Regions from separate parts of the Sus scrofa genome. Here all the other regions are linked to region 3. A link is a contact called in public HiChIP or PLAC-seq data. All regions are on one chromosome and are shown on one strand. Each heading gives the region's core, a stretch centred on a gene start, on an enhancer-like site or on the middle of the called end of the contact. The rest is flanking DNA. Distances are from core to core; before and after follow the strand shown. Region 1 overlaps NREP (neuronal regeneration-related protein). Region 2 has its middle 11 kb from the start of YTHDC2. Region 3 overlaps NREP (neuronal regeneration-related protein).

Region 1 (4,730 bases), core at 1,269-3,768, 210 kb after region 3:
TAGGTATATCAAAGAAATTGAATGGCTATCTGTACCTTCAAGGGGAAGTACTGCCAGTTAGGCAGGACCCACATAAACTAATGAAAGGCTCAGTTCAGCCATAACAGATAACAGTTACTGATACAATTGATTTATGTAAATGCTTTAACTTTTGCACTTTTTTCTTTCTCCTTTAATACTGAAGAGAGTCAGAAAAAGGAGTTTTCAAAGGAGACTGGAGGAAGAGAAAAAAGAAGCACACTGGAGAAAAGTCACACAGCAGGGAAATGCAATGAAAGTTTTTGATGGATCTGCATCAGGTATTAGAGAGTAATAAGAAAATAAATTAAAACAGCAGAGAAAGAAGAGAGCCTTTGAAAGTCCGCCAATGTTTCAATAACAATAAAAATAATGCTAACAGAAAGAGTTCCTGCCTGATTTGTGTTTGGAACTTACAGTGCACTTTCACCCACTCACATTTTCTTTCCTAATCCTCACAACAACTGGTTGAGGTTAAAAAAAAAAAAAAAAAATTACTTAGTTTCATACCACCTACTACTACTGCCGTAATCAAATTATAGGAATGGTATACCTCCTCTTAGTGGCTTTCTGCACAGAATCTGCACACTCTAACTTTAAATATGCAAGTAGAGTAGTGGATTGAATCATCCACAGCATGAATAAGGTCTGCTAAAACTGTTTTGATCTGACAATAGTATGGATTGTTGATTTCCTGCATGTAGCTGACCCTACCTCTCAGTGCTCATGTCATGTATCACATTCTAGAATGCTTCTTTACTTAATGTGACTTCTGATGACGTGGCCAGTGTAAGACATTCTCTTTAATGATGAATTTGATAGAATTAAAAAGGCAACTCTAGGGGCTTTTCTATGAATAAGATAATTCTGTAGTGTTACTTGACAAATCTTTTAATTAAGTTAGACCTAATTAAATCCACAAAAATTGAAGAGCTGACATTTAACTGGAAAACTCTGCCAAGTTCTTCACCCTATTTGTGAAACTTAAGCTTTCAAACAATGATTGGTGGGTCAGAAAGGGAATGCTAACAGTTTCTAATAGAGTTGCTGTTACAAAAATACTTCACCTCTTTTGTTATTTTGTCATTTAGGACATGTTTAGTCTAAAATAAAGCAGAGGGCATGAATATTATTCTTTTGGCCTGGGTTCTGGCCACATGAGACACATATGGCCTCAGTCAGAGCACACTGAGTCAGCATTGTGGTCTAGAACAAGGAAGAATAAGCCCTAGACTGGAGTTCGTGTCCATGGAGCAGAGGCCTACATGGACCAAACAGCTAATGGAGTTGAGTCATCAGTGTCTAAGGGCTAAGCCAATTATTTCCCAAATGAGAAGCTTTTTAGAGTACAAATTCACAGATCACTCCTTGGATCTGCCTCACCCACATTTCTTGGAAGCCTTAGGGATCTGAATCTTTCAAAAGCTTCCCAGGTGATTGGATGATCAGTAAGTTTTGGGAAACAGAGGGCTAAACTAAAATTATTCTAAGTGGGCATAAAAGGGGGAGAGGAGCTCTCCATCTGCTCATAGACAGAAAAAGCCTCCTTAAACTACTTCTCTAGCATCCAGTGCTGCTAACTAGCAGTTTGATTACAATGTGACTCTTAGTCCTTTCTCAGCCATCTGTTTGATTGATTGATTGATTTTTATCTCTGGAAGCTTTAAACTTTGAATCCCAGAAATTTTATTAGGATGTAGGTATTTAAGGGCACTCAATTAATTTGAAGCCTTGACACCTTTGGCTCAAGGCAAATTCCTCTAGCTTCTCTTCATCTCTTCCATTTTCTGTGGTCTCTTTTCCTAGAACTATTATATGGGTGTTTAACATCATGGTTTAAAGTTCCTGTGTTCTAATTCTTAATTCATTTTTTTCTATCCCCTTCTCTTTTTTCTCCAGATTTTAGGGTATTTTATTGTCCAGAACATTAACTCAGCCTTCAGCAATATTTATTGTTTTCTTGCATTTGATTTTTTTCTACTTTACCAATGAGATTTTTAATTTACAGGACTAGTTTGTACTCTCTAATTACTCATCGCCATATGAGGCTTTTCCTCCCTCTGCATCCCCCTCCCTCCTTCTTTGCTTTTCTTTTAATGGATAATAGCTCCTTGACTTTCTCTAAAGATATTTGTAAGTGTTTCTTATTAGGTTTTCATCCATTTCTTGAATTATTTCTTTTATAACCTTAGACCAGGGGTTCTATTAGTTCACCTTGTTCCTTCTACTGTTTTTCAGGTGGTTATATATCAATAGCTGCCATGGGGTACTTCTACAGTGATATAGTTCTAATGTTCTACTGGGCTTCAACTTTGATTGAAAAGGTTGCTTTTAAGTTTTTACATAAATGGATAGGGTGGGTCAAGTAGACAATATCTCTTAAGGCTCCCTGGGCATGGGCGGGCAGACAGGCTGGGTACCCATCTGTTCTACCCCTTGCCAACTTAGGAAGATGTGTACTTTGGCAGAGGAGCACTTCAGAGCTTGAAACTCCTGGCAGAGCAGTCTGTTCCCTTTTTTCCCTCTGTGCCTGTATGCATCTCAAGTTACCACATGATCTGTTCTTCTTACTCAGATCCCTAAAGGCTTTATCTTGATAATACTTTTCAGGTTTATCCTGCCATTGAATTTCACTTGTGCCTGTCATCTAGCATAGTGCGGGAAGTGAAAGGACTGAACCATTTTCTTGCCCAGATTTAGTTCCTGTTTAATTGTTCCAAGGGTTATTCCTTTACTTTCCTCTCCTCTGCATTAGGTCCCTCTCAAGCTGGAGGTTCTAGGATTGCATTCTTTCTAATGTGCAAAAATTCTCAAAATTTTCTGCCTGCTGATGACATCCTTCCTCCTTTACCAACACTGCTTACACACACACACACACACACACACACACACACACACACCCCTACACATACACTAAGCCACATAAGAGATTAAGGGATAGGAGGAAATTTAGATATGTTTTCACCTCTTATAGTAACTTCTCGTAGATTTCTCCCACATTAAACTACTGATACATTCAATGCCAGGCACAAACACAAACATTAAACCACATCTTTTCTAATATACATAAGAAGCCAGTAAACTGAAAAACCAACAAAAGTCATAGGCTAATGACTTGTGTTTCTTCACGAAAGCATAAGTAGAAGAATTATCTTTTCCATCAGACCATTCTTATTTTCTTTTTCAACAAAAGAAGTTCTATGTGACAAGGTATCTTCTCTGGTAAAGAGGCGTATCAGTAGTTATAAACATACCGTTTGACAACATATAATCGCATTCATCATTTAAAAAATACATAGTCTCAGAGAAACCTAAAGTGAACCCATCATCATGGCCTACTATATCCTGTAAGTTTATAATAAGAATGATGCCTCAAAGGTATATGAAAATTTTCATTAATAATTCTCAATCTCTTGGATAGTTATAGACCATCTACAGTTACCGGTTACACAAGGAAACTGTTTCCTGCCAAAGCACAGAACCACTGGCAGAGGGTTACAACCCCTCATTAATCTGTATGCATGCTTCCCTTGGAGACTGAATTTTGAAATCACATATTTTATATTGTAAAAATCACTCAGGCACTTGCTATCTCCCATCTGCCCATAGTGAAGAATCAAGAATCACTCAAAAGTCACATACCAATTCTATGTGTTCACCACAACATTAATCGTAAGTATATATGTGTACACACACACACACACACACACATCATCCATTTGTGGTATAAACTCAAAACTAATGGCTTAAGTGCTTAAGTGTAAAATATTTTCCAGTGAACACCGCATCATATTGTGTTGAGTTTGGAAAAAAAATATATTATGATCTTTTATGTGTGTATGAAAATATATTGGACAAATAAATGTAAAAATGTGTGAGGAGTTTTAGGCAAAAAAGTCGAGGGAGGAGTTCTCCTGTGGCTCAGCAGGTTAAGGATCTGGCACTGTTACTGCCATGGCACAGGTTCTATCCCTGGCCCAGGAACTTTCACATCCCACAGGCATGGCCAAAAAGAAAAGTCTGGGGACTAAAGCATCTATGCCATATTTGCTGTCTAGAGCTGCCTTGCCTCTGTAACTGTGTCCAAATTTCTTTTTCTTGTAAGGGTACCAGTCATACTGGATCAGGGCCCACTCTAACAGCCTTAGTTAAATGTCACTACCTCTACAAGGCTCTATTTTTTAATATGGTCTCATTCTGAAGTAGTGGCAGTTAGGACTTAAACATATGAATTTTTGAAGGGACACAATTCAGCCCACAGTAAATGCTATCTATTTTTGCTCGATTTTAAAAAAAGAAAGCAGCAATGAATGGGCAGGGGCTGGATTCTAAATAAGTAAGTTCTCCAGAGCCCACACAACTGAATTAAATGACAAGCAAGAGCCCACACTAGATGAAGGAAACAATTCTAGATATTCTTGACCAGAAAAGAACCGGTCAGTGGTAGCTTGAAGACACATTGGTTCTTACATTTGGCCCTTACTAATTCATCCTACCAATAATAATAATACCAAGGTATAGATTCATCACCGAATTAGAGAAATATTACTAACTGCAAAGTGAACAGATAATATCTAGGATTATTTAGGATGAGATCAGAGTTAATTACATATGAAGCTCCTTTACTGGAAAATATGATAAAGTATTTAAGGTACTATTATTATATGGGATACCAAATCAATACTTTTGCCTACTCTTTTTTTCAGGTTTCA
Region 2 (4,760 bases), core at 2,089-4,588, 140 kb before region 3:
ACAAGCTGATCTATGCTCTCTTGTTACCCTGAGGTTTTCAGTGACTTTTAGCCTGTAAGAAAAGCTAGAGAAAATAAGGGAAGATGAAACAAACATTTGTGAATACACATAATAGTTGAATCAAAATTTTCCAACCTATTATTTATGATCCTAGAAAACAGAAAAAAAAATATTAAACATTCTCCTCAGTCTTGAATGGAACATTTAACAGTCATGAGATAGCATATCAATTGGTTAAAAAAATTCTCAAGAACATCCATATTTAAATGCACAGAATTTCATGTAACCAGTAAAGAATTCACTGTTAGGAAACACTGAATTGTGCCCTTTACATCATTTGGAGGAGTGATTATATAGTTCTTAGAGGCTTACAGGTCTTACTATTTTGTTACAGTTTGTTAGGTTTCCCTCTGGGAGCTTTCACCAGGCAACCAAGGACCAGCTTTCTGAACTTCTTTTCCTTCTGACATAGCACTGGGACCCAAAATCCTGCAGTTCTCACTGGTCAGGGGAACACATGGTCACAAACTGATTAAAATGATTTTCTGCAGAATAAGGCTGACTTTCCAAAGTGCATTGTTACAATCCCCCTCTGAATCCTATCCCCAGTATGCCCTGTCTGCACTGGATTCATGAGAAGAACACTGTTGCATAATGGCACAGTACATCTTTCATTTGAAGAGACTTGGCATTTATGGCGAGAGCACTGAAGTGGGTGGGCGTAACTTCTTATTCTGAGCTTGCCAATGACCTTGGGCAAGTCTCATCTCATCTTAGTTTCCACATATTGGAAGCCGAATAGTTTGTGAAGCTTCTCATGGCTCTTTCACCTTATGACTGTCTCATTTATTCAACTTCTGGTGATTTTCTCTAAAAAATAACCCCATATAAAATTTAACTTCCTTAAATGGTCATGCAGTTAATTTGACTTTTTTTTTTTTTTTGAGTCACTAATGAGGTCCCTCTGTGTGTCAGAACCTGTATCCTGGAATACCAAGAGAACTAAGGCACAGCATCTAGACTGTGGGCCATCACCATCCAATGTTTGCAGTCATCCTGCCATATAGGCCCCTGGTCACTGCTGCAGCTGAATAAGCTCTTCTCTGCTGGAGATGGGCTGCAGTTTTTAAAATTACTGTTCCCTTAATGTCTCCCCAAGTAGCCACACAGGTCGCTTTTCTTGGTCTCCTGCCCTGAGGCTTAAAATTGTGTTGTGCTTTGTTTCTTCAACATAGAGGCCCCATTTCACACAAGGTACTGATGCCTCCAAAGGAGACAGGTAAAGATCGTGCTGTTCTTCAGGAGGAAATCCCCATCTTGGATGAGGAGCAGAACCAACAGGCTTTTATTTATCCCACTTCCCTACTTTCTACATGGCAATCTAAGCAAACTGAAAAGCCTCCATCCGCTATGCCTGACAAAGGTAATGCCTTCTGAGTTCATCTTAAAATCCTTAGGACTCACGTGAATATTCATATAGGGATGGCCGGAGTCACCTGCAGTGTCTCGGAGAGGAAACAAAGCACCGAGGCACCAAATCACTGTTCAGAGCCAACAGGCAGACAAGGCTGTGGCAGTAGCTTGCTAAGTGACAGACCTCCCACCAGAAGGAGGCGCTCTCGGACATCACCTGGGGCTACCAACACCTCGGTCCCTCTGACCTCCGGGTAGGACTGTGTTAATAAAAAAGGGAAAGGTTCATTAGTTTTCTTTTCCATTCATGCTTGTTTTGAAAACATTACATGCCTTGCAGATTACATGATAATTATACTTAAGGGCTGCCAAGGCGCTTCAGGAATAATTACCATATGATTTGCAGGTTTTAGAGCTCATGGTAACACTTTAGCGCTGGGAGGCCTTCTTTAGTCATTCACAGCAATTACCCTACTCTCACAATCTTAGATTGTTCCTTGAGACCGATGAGAAGCCAAGGAGGCTAAATGGGACGTGTTCAAAGGACGCAGGGAGGTTTGGCGAAGTTGCACGGTGGTCCTGACTGGAAAGCCGGCCAAATCAGAGGCTTTTCCTGGAGTCACATGAAGGCCAAAAATTAATACAAACTAAAACCTGCTTAGGAACCTTTCTTGTAATCAACACAAAAGTGCCTACTCCTTCTTTATTCTTCATGGAAGCCTTGAAAAGTGATTAGAAGCAGCAAGCCAGTCATTTTCACCACTTAAGAGAAATTGCTTGTGATAATGTTTCTAACAATGACCACCTAAGTGGTAAAGCCTTTGAGGATTTTGCCTTCTCAGCGGGTGATGTTTCATCGGATCACTCCCCTCCTGTGTGACACCCTTTTCTTTTCCCATGCTGTAGACACTGTTCTCTTTAATTTCTATGTCAATTCCTTTTACATTGAGTCAACTTCTGTGTTTGACACATAGTAGGTGCTGGGTAGTTGTTTACTAAGTTGGTGGTGATCAAATACCACCTGGGAGTTGGAGTGAATGTGTGGACATTAGTGATTAAGGAGTGTGTGCGATGTTAGCGAATGGTATTCGGTTATGTGCCTCTTTCTCGTTTACTCATCACCCAACATCCATGTAATACCTACTAAGTGACAGACCACAGGCTGGGCATTGGCATCACAATCAGGAACAAAACAGACAGAAAGAAACAATTTCTGCTTTTGAGGAGCCTGATCTAGTGGGAGATACTGAAAAAAAAAAAAAAAAAAAAAGGCAATGAAAACAGCCCAGTAACAGCTATGTTTAGAAAGCAGAGAGCCCTGTGGACACTTGTAGGATATGCCCCAACTACAGGCTTAGAGGAGGCGAACAGGTCTCCCCCGATTTTTAGACTGAGACTTCAAGGATCCCTAAGATTTGGAGAAGGTTAAAAGGAAGCACGTTTCAGATGAAGAAAATAGCCTGGGGGAGAGCCTGCCAGTAAAAGTGAGGTGAGAGACTTTGAGGGAATGAAGGGTGAAGGCAAGGGAAGAAGCAAGGTAGGACAGGTGGACTCAGGATTTTATGCATTAAGGATTCAGGAGAAGGAACAAGGAGGGTACAAACAGTTTGGGCTCAGGACACTCACTTTACCTAACAGGGGACTGACTGGGTTTAGAAGGACCTACTAGAATTGAGAAATATACCAAAATCCAACCACAGCGAGAAGAGAGAGGAGAGCATATTTCTGGATGAGGCATTGGGAATCTTCTCAATTTTGCCCAGTGTAAGGTAACAGGTTGGTTGGGTATATGGCCCCTTCCCTTGCAGGATAATTAATGAGATTTCCACAAGAGGGTGCCCTTGCAGAAGAAAGTCCTTGCTCATCCATTCACGTCCTTTTTGCCTGACACAGCCAACCTCCAATAAAGGAAGGCCCTGAGAGGGGTGCAGCAGGAAGACATCCCTGATGAGGACAGAAATTCACTGGTCTGCTTAAATCCCGTGGAGCTGAATCACAGTTGTTCTGTGATTCCAAAACAAACGGTTCCTATTGCCATGTCAGTACCTATATCCTCATGCTGTATCACTCTTCAGAAGCTTCACACTATTTGTAATAGCTCCCACTAAATTCATACTTATCCTATGAGCAATGAGCTGCCTGCCTTTGGCATCTAGAAGGATTCAAGGTGAACCTTTTGGCTTCTTTCAGTTTTACACCACATGCATCACCATCAGCTCTGCTACAAGACCAAGAGATTGTGTCCTCTTCAGGGTGACATACTACAGTCATGCAGGCATCTCTAGAAATATGCCCGTCGCCTTAAAGTCACTCAGTTTCTTAGTGATATTATCTTGGAACTTCCACCCATTTCCTCAGGAAGTGCTATTAGCAGTACAGGATGCAAAAGTTAGTCTAATGAGCAGATAGCAATGTGGGTGTTTTAAGGCCAGGCTATGTCTTGGCTGATTGCTTAAATGAAAAAGAATAAATGGACTCTTTTTTGTTTTTTTTCTTAAGGATCCCTTTTTGGAAAGGCAATCCCCTGCCCCCACAGATGCTGACTCTGTAATACATGGCAGGTAAGGAATATTATCTGACATGACTCCTCATTTGCCCTGGCACTTTCCGAGGCTCTAGGAAGGCCCTAGCAATTTTGTACTGTAATTCTGTTTTTCTTTTCCTTAAAGGGGGCTTCTCAAATTATATAAATTTCAGGCTGTCCCCATAAAACCTTGATTCCCCAGATGTTATTTCTATGAAGCCATATTTAGGTCCACCCTTTCAGCAGCAGAACACCTGTCAGCCCCTGCTAGACTGAACAGGTCCAGGACAATAGCAATTGTTTCAAGTAGCACGTACTTCCACCAGCTTTTCTCCCCTGGTCTTTCTTAAAGGGACTATTGTCTCAAAGAGAAGGAAGGAAGTGAATACGAAGAGGAAGTTATGCCTAAATCATTTTTTAAAATGCACTTGTCCCATGACACAACTTTTTCCCAAAGTGGAAGTTTCAGGTGAGGCTAAGGGCAGTGTATGGAAACATGTATCCTTGAGAAACTGAATTCCTTCTTTACCACCTTCCTATTCTTCTGCCTAAGGATCATTCTTGAGCTTCTCCGAGTTTTCCTAGTATCCTCGCTATATCCCCAGGCTCGCTGAATTCATGGTCCTTCTGCCTGTTTTTCTTTTATCCTCAGCACCCCCAGAGATACGCGTACCTAATTTTCTGCATAGCTGGCTTCGGTGTCTGTGATGGACACAGATACATGACTTGTGTTTTCCCAGAGCCATTCCCATCCCTGCCTGTCTCAGCTCCCTCCACATCATTTTATTCCGTGTCATTCCCCTCAGCCACTTCAGCCCATAAG
Region 3 (4,572 bases), core at 691-3,190:
CACTGGCAATGGCTGTTCAGCTATTCTCCCTTTCTTTCCAACAACGGCTCCAGTTCCCAAAGTTAAGTTAAAAGGAGCAAACAGACCTTCCTTTCACTGGCCACATTCTCTTAAATATCTTCCCCTTCTTCCTTCTGAACACGAGTTATGTTTCTATCTTAGTCTACAAGAGTGAGGATGAAGAGTGAACAAGCAAAGTGTAAAATCGAGGTTTAAAAATACCGCCAGCTAGATAATCCTAACACTTTGCAGGCACAACTCTTAGATGGGAAACTATGCTAAGGTAATCAGATGCAATAATTTTAACTCATGAAGATTTCACCACCTTGTGAAACTGGAGCAGATCACGCCCTACGATCACGACCGCCTCAGTCTGACTGCTGAGGGGCAACCTGTGGGACCGCTGGTAAACCACCACTGACAACCTGGAACACAACGGCACCGCAAAGTGAGCATCCTCTTCCAGCAGACCACACCACACCAAAGCAAGCTCTGGACTCTCAGGGCCTCTTCCATGTAAAGAAGTGTGAAAGAAGGGAGTGCAGAAAGGAAGAGCAGTTTTTACACTGGGCTCAGATTTCACTTAACTCTCCCCTTCTACCTCCCTGATGCCGAGCCTTCTTTATTCAGTGAGAGGGGTTTTCAGCAGCAAATTCATCACCTGTGTGCAGTGATCTCATTTCCTGGGCCACACGTTTTATAATCGGAATGATCGTAACACTGAAAACCGCTGCACTATTACTGGTTGTAAATCTCAAGGTGGGCCACTGGGTTCTGCCCCCAAAATAACAGCTCTCCATGCATCCCTGAGCTCTGACTCATTCATTTACTCCACAGACATTCACTGATTACCAAGGCCGTACCAGTTCCTGCACAGGTACTGGACCAAGGGTTCACAGGGGTGCAATCTACTCTAAGGTCCATGAAAGTTAGGGTTTCCTTCTACTTTGTAGGAAGAGATTACAATCAACTTTACTAGTTCTTCTAGCGTTCCCACTTGGTGATGAAACTTTTCCACATCTGACCCCACCATCCTGCTGGTAGAGGAAAAGGAAGAAACGAGGCATCACAGCCTCAACTGCTACCATAGAGGGCTGAGGCTTACTCACCAGCGGTCAGTGTTTGTGTTTCAAGTTTACAATCTTGGAGGGAAGAAAGGCATGCAGAAATTAGCCAGCTACAAGTAGAATGTTGTGTGATGAGTGTACAAAGGAACAGATTATTCCTGCTGGATGTACTGGGGTGAGTCTCATGGAGCAGTCAGTTAAATTCACTCTGGAAGAAGAATTTTATTTTACCAGGAGGAGCATTCTTTCCAGGACTGAGCATGGAAAGGCACAGAGGGAGGGACTCCTGGGGCATGCTTAGAATAACAAGTGGCCTGGTCCCTCCAAGAAAATATATTCTATAGCAGCTAGAAATTAAAGATGAGTTCACATAGTTCCTGGCAGAGCTGCCCAGCCATAGAAATTTAGGAAGGGCTCAACATAGAAGTTGAAAAAAAAAAATATTTGAAAGTATAAGGTGGGGGAAGCATAAGGAATTCAAGGCACAGGGCTTACCTACATCCCTCAGTGAGAGACTTAGGGATGAGTCCAACCTCACTTGAAGGGGCCAAAAGAGCTGGTGAAATCATTTCATGTTAAAAACCTTGCATGTGATGCCTCCTAAGGTAGGAGTCTGTACTGTATGCAAAAGAGATTCCAGAACAATCCTTCTTGGTCTTGGCTTACCCCGACTTGTGTGGATCATGTGATAATATTCACTTAAGATGGTCACCGGACTACTGACTAAATTAGTAACAGCCAGTAGGCCTCAAATTGTAAACAATTTTATGATGATGATGTAAGTGTTGGCTTGAATTGTGAGTATGTACGTCTGGCGGATCAGGAAGAAGGACAGAGAGAGCGAACCAGCTGGGTGTGTGTGGTTGCCACTGATAAGTACATGGCTACACTCAGACTAGCAGGAGAGAAGCATGGGGCCTCTTTTCACATGGCTGGCACAGCAGCAACACTTTCTCTGGCCAAGTGGACACTGGTGAACCTGCCGCTTTCTCTGAAGAAAAGAGGCTAAGCGAGCTCCCTTCCCAGTGCTTCCCAGTTAAGGGTCTTCCTTCTCTCTGGGCCAAGGAGAGTAAGAGGCAGCAATAAATTAGGCTCATAATCCATCAGAAGGTGTATGTGAGGGAGTGTGTGTGCTCTTTTCTGTTGAGCGCAAGATTATGGTCAATAGGGACCCGAGGCACAGCACAAGGAACTCTAATCAATACTCTATGATAACATATATGGGGGAAGAATCTGAAAAAGAATGCATGTGTGTATGTATAGCTGAATCACTTTATCATATAACAGAAATTAGCATACTATTATAAATCAATTATACTTCAATAAAACCTTTAAATATGTAAAAAAAAAAAAAAAAAAAAAAGCAAAGAATCCAAAACAGGCTAGAACTTGAGTGAGGGCCTTGGGCCATGTTGAAGATGCCCGCCTTCTGGCTTGACACGTCTAGTCCTTGACTTCTAAGGACTGCCTTTGCGAGCACAGAGGCCCTCAACAGGCAGGACATCCCCTGCTGCAGTAAAAAATGCATTATGTGCTCTCCTGTAAGCATATCTTCCTAATGCATGCCTTTTTATCCAAAATATGCTTTTCTCACATCTATATCTACTCAAATATTCCCAATTTCTCATTCACTCAATACATTAAGGACTGGTGCTAAGCCCTAAAATTCTTAAGAAGGCATAGTACCTGCTCTCAGGGAGCAAAGAGTCCACTTCTAGGTTTCAAATGTTGTGCTGATTCCAATCAGTAGTTAACGGAACAATATGGTAAAGATTTTGAAACCATAATCAGGCTGAATACTAACAATGATTGTCAAGACACTGATTAGCCATGTCTGCCTGACACTGTTGGAAGCAGGAGCCAGGGGCGGCATGTCATCTCTGGGTCTAGCTTAACATCTACCTTATTAAAAAAAAGTCCCCAGTAATACCACTCTTCTGCATCTTACAATTCAGCGCTAGATTATATTGCAAGACACTGTTTAAGCTCATCGTGCATGTTAGTCTTCCTGCCACAGCTAGAATACAAACCCACTGAGGGTACTGGCCAATTGTGCCCCTTCCAGAATTCAAAGACCTGGGCATAAAGAAAATGCTCCCCCCTCCCCCTGCAAAAAAAAAAAAACACCCAAAAACTTGTTCAGTTCATATGAGAATAATGCATAACCCTACTGTTAACTCTTTGTCATTTTCTTCAGTACTTTCAGACATGGCATCTTTGTTTTCTTGGAATCGTTTTCGTAATATCACAGAATTTGATTATACTGGATATAAGGGAAGGCTTTGAAGTTCCAGTTCTGGGAGCAAAGCTCCTGGATACCAGAGGGGATTTTTAGGGCTGCAAGAAAAGTTGCTTTGAGTTTTGAGCTCCACAGCCGGATCAAACCTAGAGAGCTAGCACTGCACCAGGTTGTTCAGAGTGTGGCTCTAAAGGCTGGTAAAGGTGAGCAATTGCAAGCCGCACTTTTTTTGGGAAAGTGGTCTCATAGCTTAATCACAATTTTTTTTTCTCTGTTAATAAATAACAGAAAATAATTTGCTGCGGAAACTAAAGTTACACTCACTTCAACTCCCTAGCTCTTTAGAAGAATATAAGGATACAAATTACTTCCAGTTGACCAAAACTAATGACTAAAGATTAAGTCACTCAGGATGAAATTTTTAAAAGTCCAACCTAATAAAGATTAGCATGTACAGACCAAATATTTATTGAACTTCTAACATATATTTAATACTTTATTACGCACTGTATACGAAGCTTATAAGCCCTCTAGGGGCCTATAATCTAGCTGGTCAATGAAAGAAATGCATGTGATCCAACTAACAAATAATGCAGGAGAGTATAATCCAGTGTTATACTGGGTTAATACCATGCCATTGCTACTAATAACTGAATTGATAATTTAGAATTTAGTTGAAAACCATGCTAATGCTTAAATCCCAAACTATTAGAGCTGCTAATACTTGTCATGCACTAACAGATCAATTTCAGGATCACTGTTATTTTTTAAACCACTGAGATGAGAGATCTTGAAACTGTCTCTAGGTGCAAAATATGTCCAGAAGCATCCATTTCAGATAAATTTAGACCCAATAAATTGTATTTTTAGTAACCATAATTTCTACAGATGTGGGCTGAGATTTATGGTTAACTTGTTTTCCAATTCAAAGCAAAGCAGCAGTTTAAAATCAGAAATTTTTAAATGTATCTTGAGCAACTGAGATAACATAGTCCAAGGCCAGTACATTCAATAAATTTTCCCCTGGTATATTCAAATTGGATTTGCTGGTAAGATATCCTTATCCCTCGTCTTTTCCTTTATAACAAGGGAATTATTCAGATAATTTAGGCAAATCCCTTCCCACTGCTTCCTCATACCAGCATCATTTTGAATAACCAAGATGAATGAGACAAAAATCAAGGTTATTTTTTCTAATACATAACTATTCAGACGATTATTTCACCTCTCCATTTCACTCTGGTTGTGAGAATAAGGCTTTAGAAG

What was found. HiChIP or PLAC-seq counts read pairs in DNA pulled down with a chosen protein or histone mark.
Region 1: an H3K27ac HiChIP or PLAC-seq map of skeletal muscle shows a contact between it and region 3. The contact joins two enhancer-like sites. A contact is called at or near these places in 4 of 47 Hi-C or Micro-C datasets (embryonic fibroblasts, liver, skeletal muscle and 1 more) and 1 of 2 datasets of contacts at active chromatin or transcription factors (skeletal muscle).
Region 2: a contact with region 3 is called in an H3K27ac HiChIP or PLAC-seq map of skeletal muscle. The contact joins two enhancer-like sites. A contact is called at or near these places in 17 of 47 Hi-C or Micro-C datasets (alveolar macrophages, brain, embryonic fibroblasts and 9 more) and 2 of 2 datasets of contacts at active chromatin or transcription factors (alveolar macrophages and skeletal muscle).

What each region holds. Positions count from the first base shown.
Region 1 is chr2:117,630,494-117,635,223 of Sscrofa11.1, reverse strand. The region is part of intron 2 of NREP (neuronal regeneration-related protein); the gene reads right to left. Among named protein-coding and RNA genes, the nearest start is that of NREP, 130 kb to the right of the region's middle. Within about 2 kb of position 2,518, at least 10 of the 83 cell types and tissues checked have an H3K27ac peak or open chromatin away from gene starts, as enhancers often do. A contact at or near this core is called in embryonic fibroblasts and skeletal muscle, where this site is marked.
Region 2 is chr2:117,990,084-117,994,843 of Sscrofa11.1, reverse strand. No RefSeq gene overlaps it. Among named protein-coding and RNA genes, the nearest start is that of YTHDC2, 11 kb to the left of the region's middle. Within about 2 kb of position 3,338, at least 11 of the 83 cell types and tissues checked have an H3K27ac peak or open chromatin away from gene starts, as enhancers often do. A contact at or near this core is called in alveolar macrophages and skeletal muscle, where this site is marked.
Region 3 is chr2:117,843,954-117,848,525 of Sscrofa11.1, reverse strand. The region is part of intron 5 of NREP (neuronal regeneration-related protein); the gene reads right to left. Among named protein-coding and RNA genes, the nearest start is that of YTHDC2, 160 kb to the left of the region's middle. Within about 2 kb of position 1,940, at least 24 of the 83 cell types and tissues checked have an H3K27ac peak or open chromatin away from gene starts, as enhancers often do. A contact at or near this core is called in alveolar macrophages, embryonic fibroblasts and skeletal muscle, where this site is marked.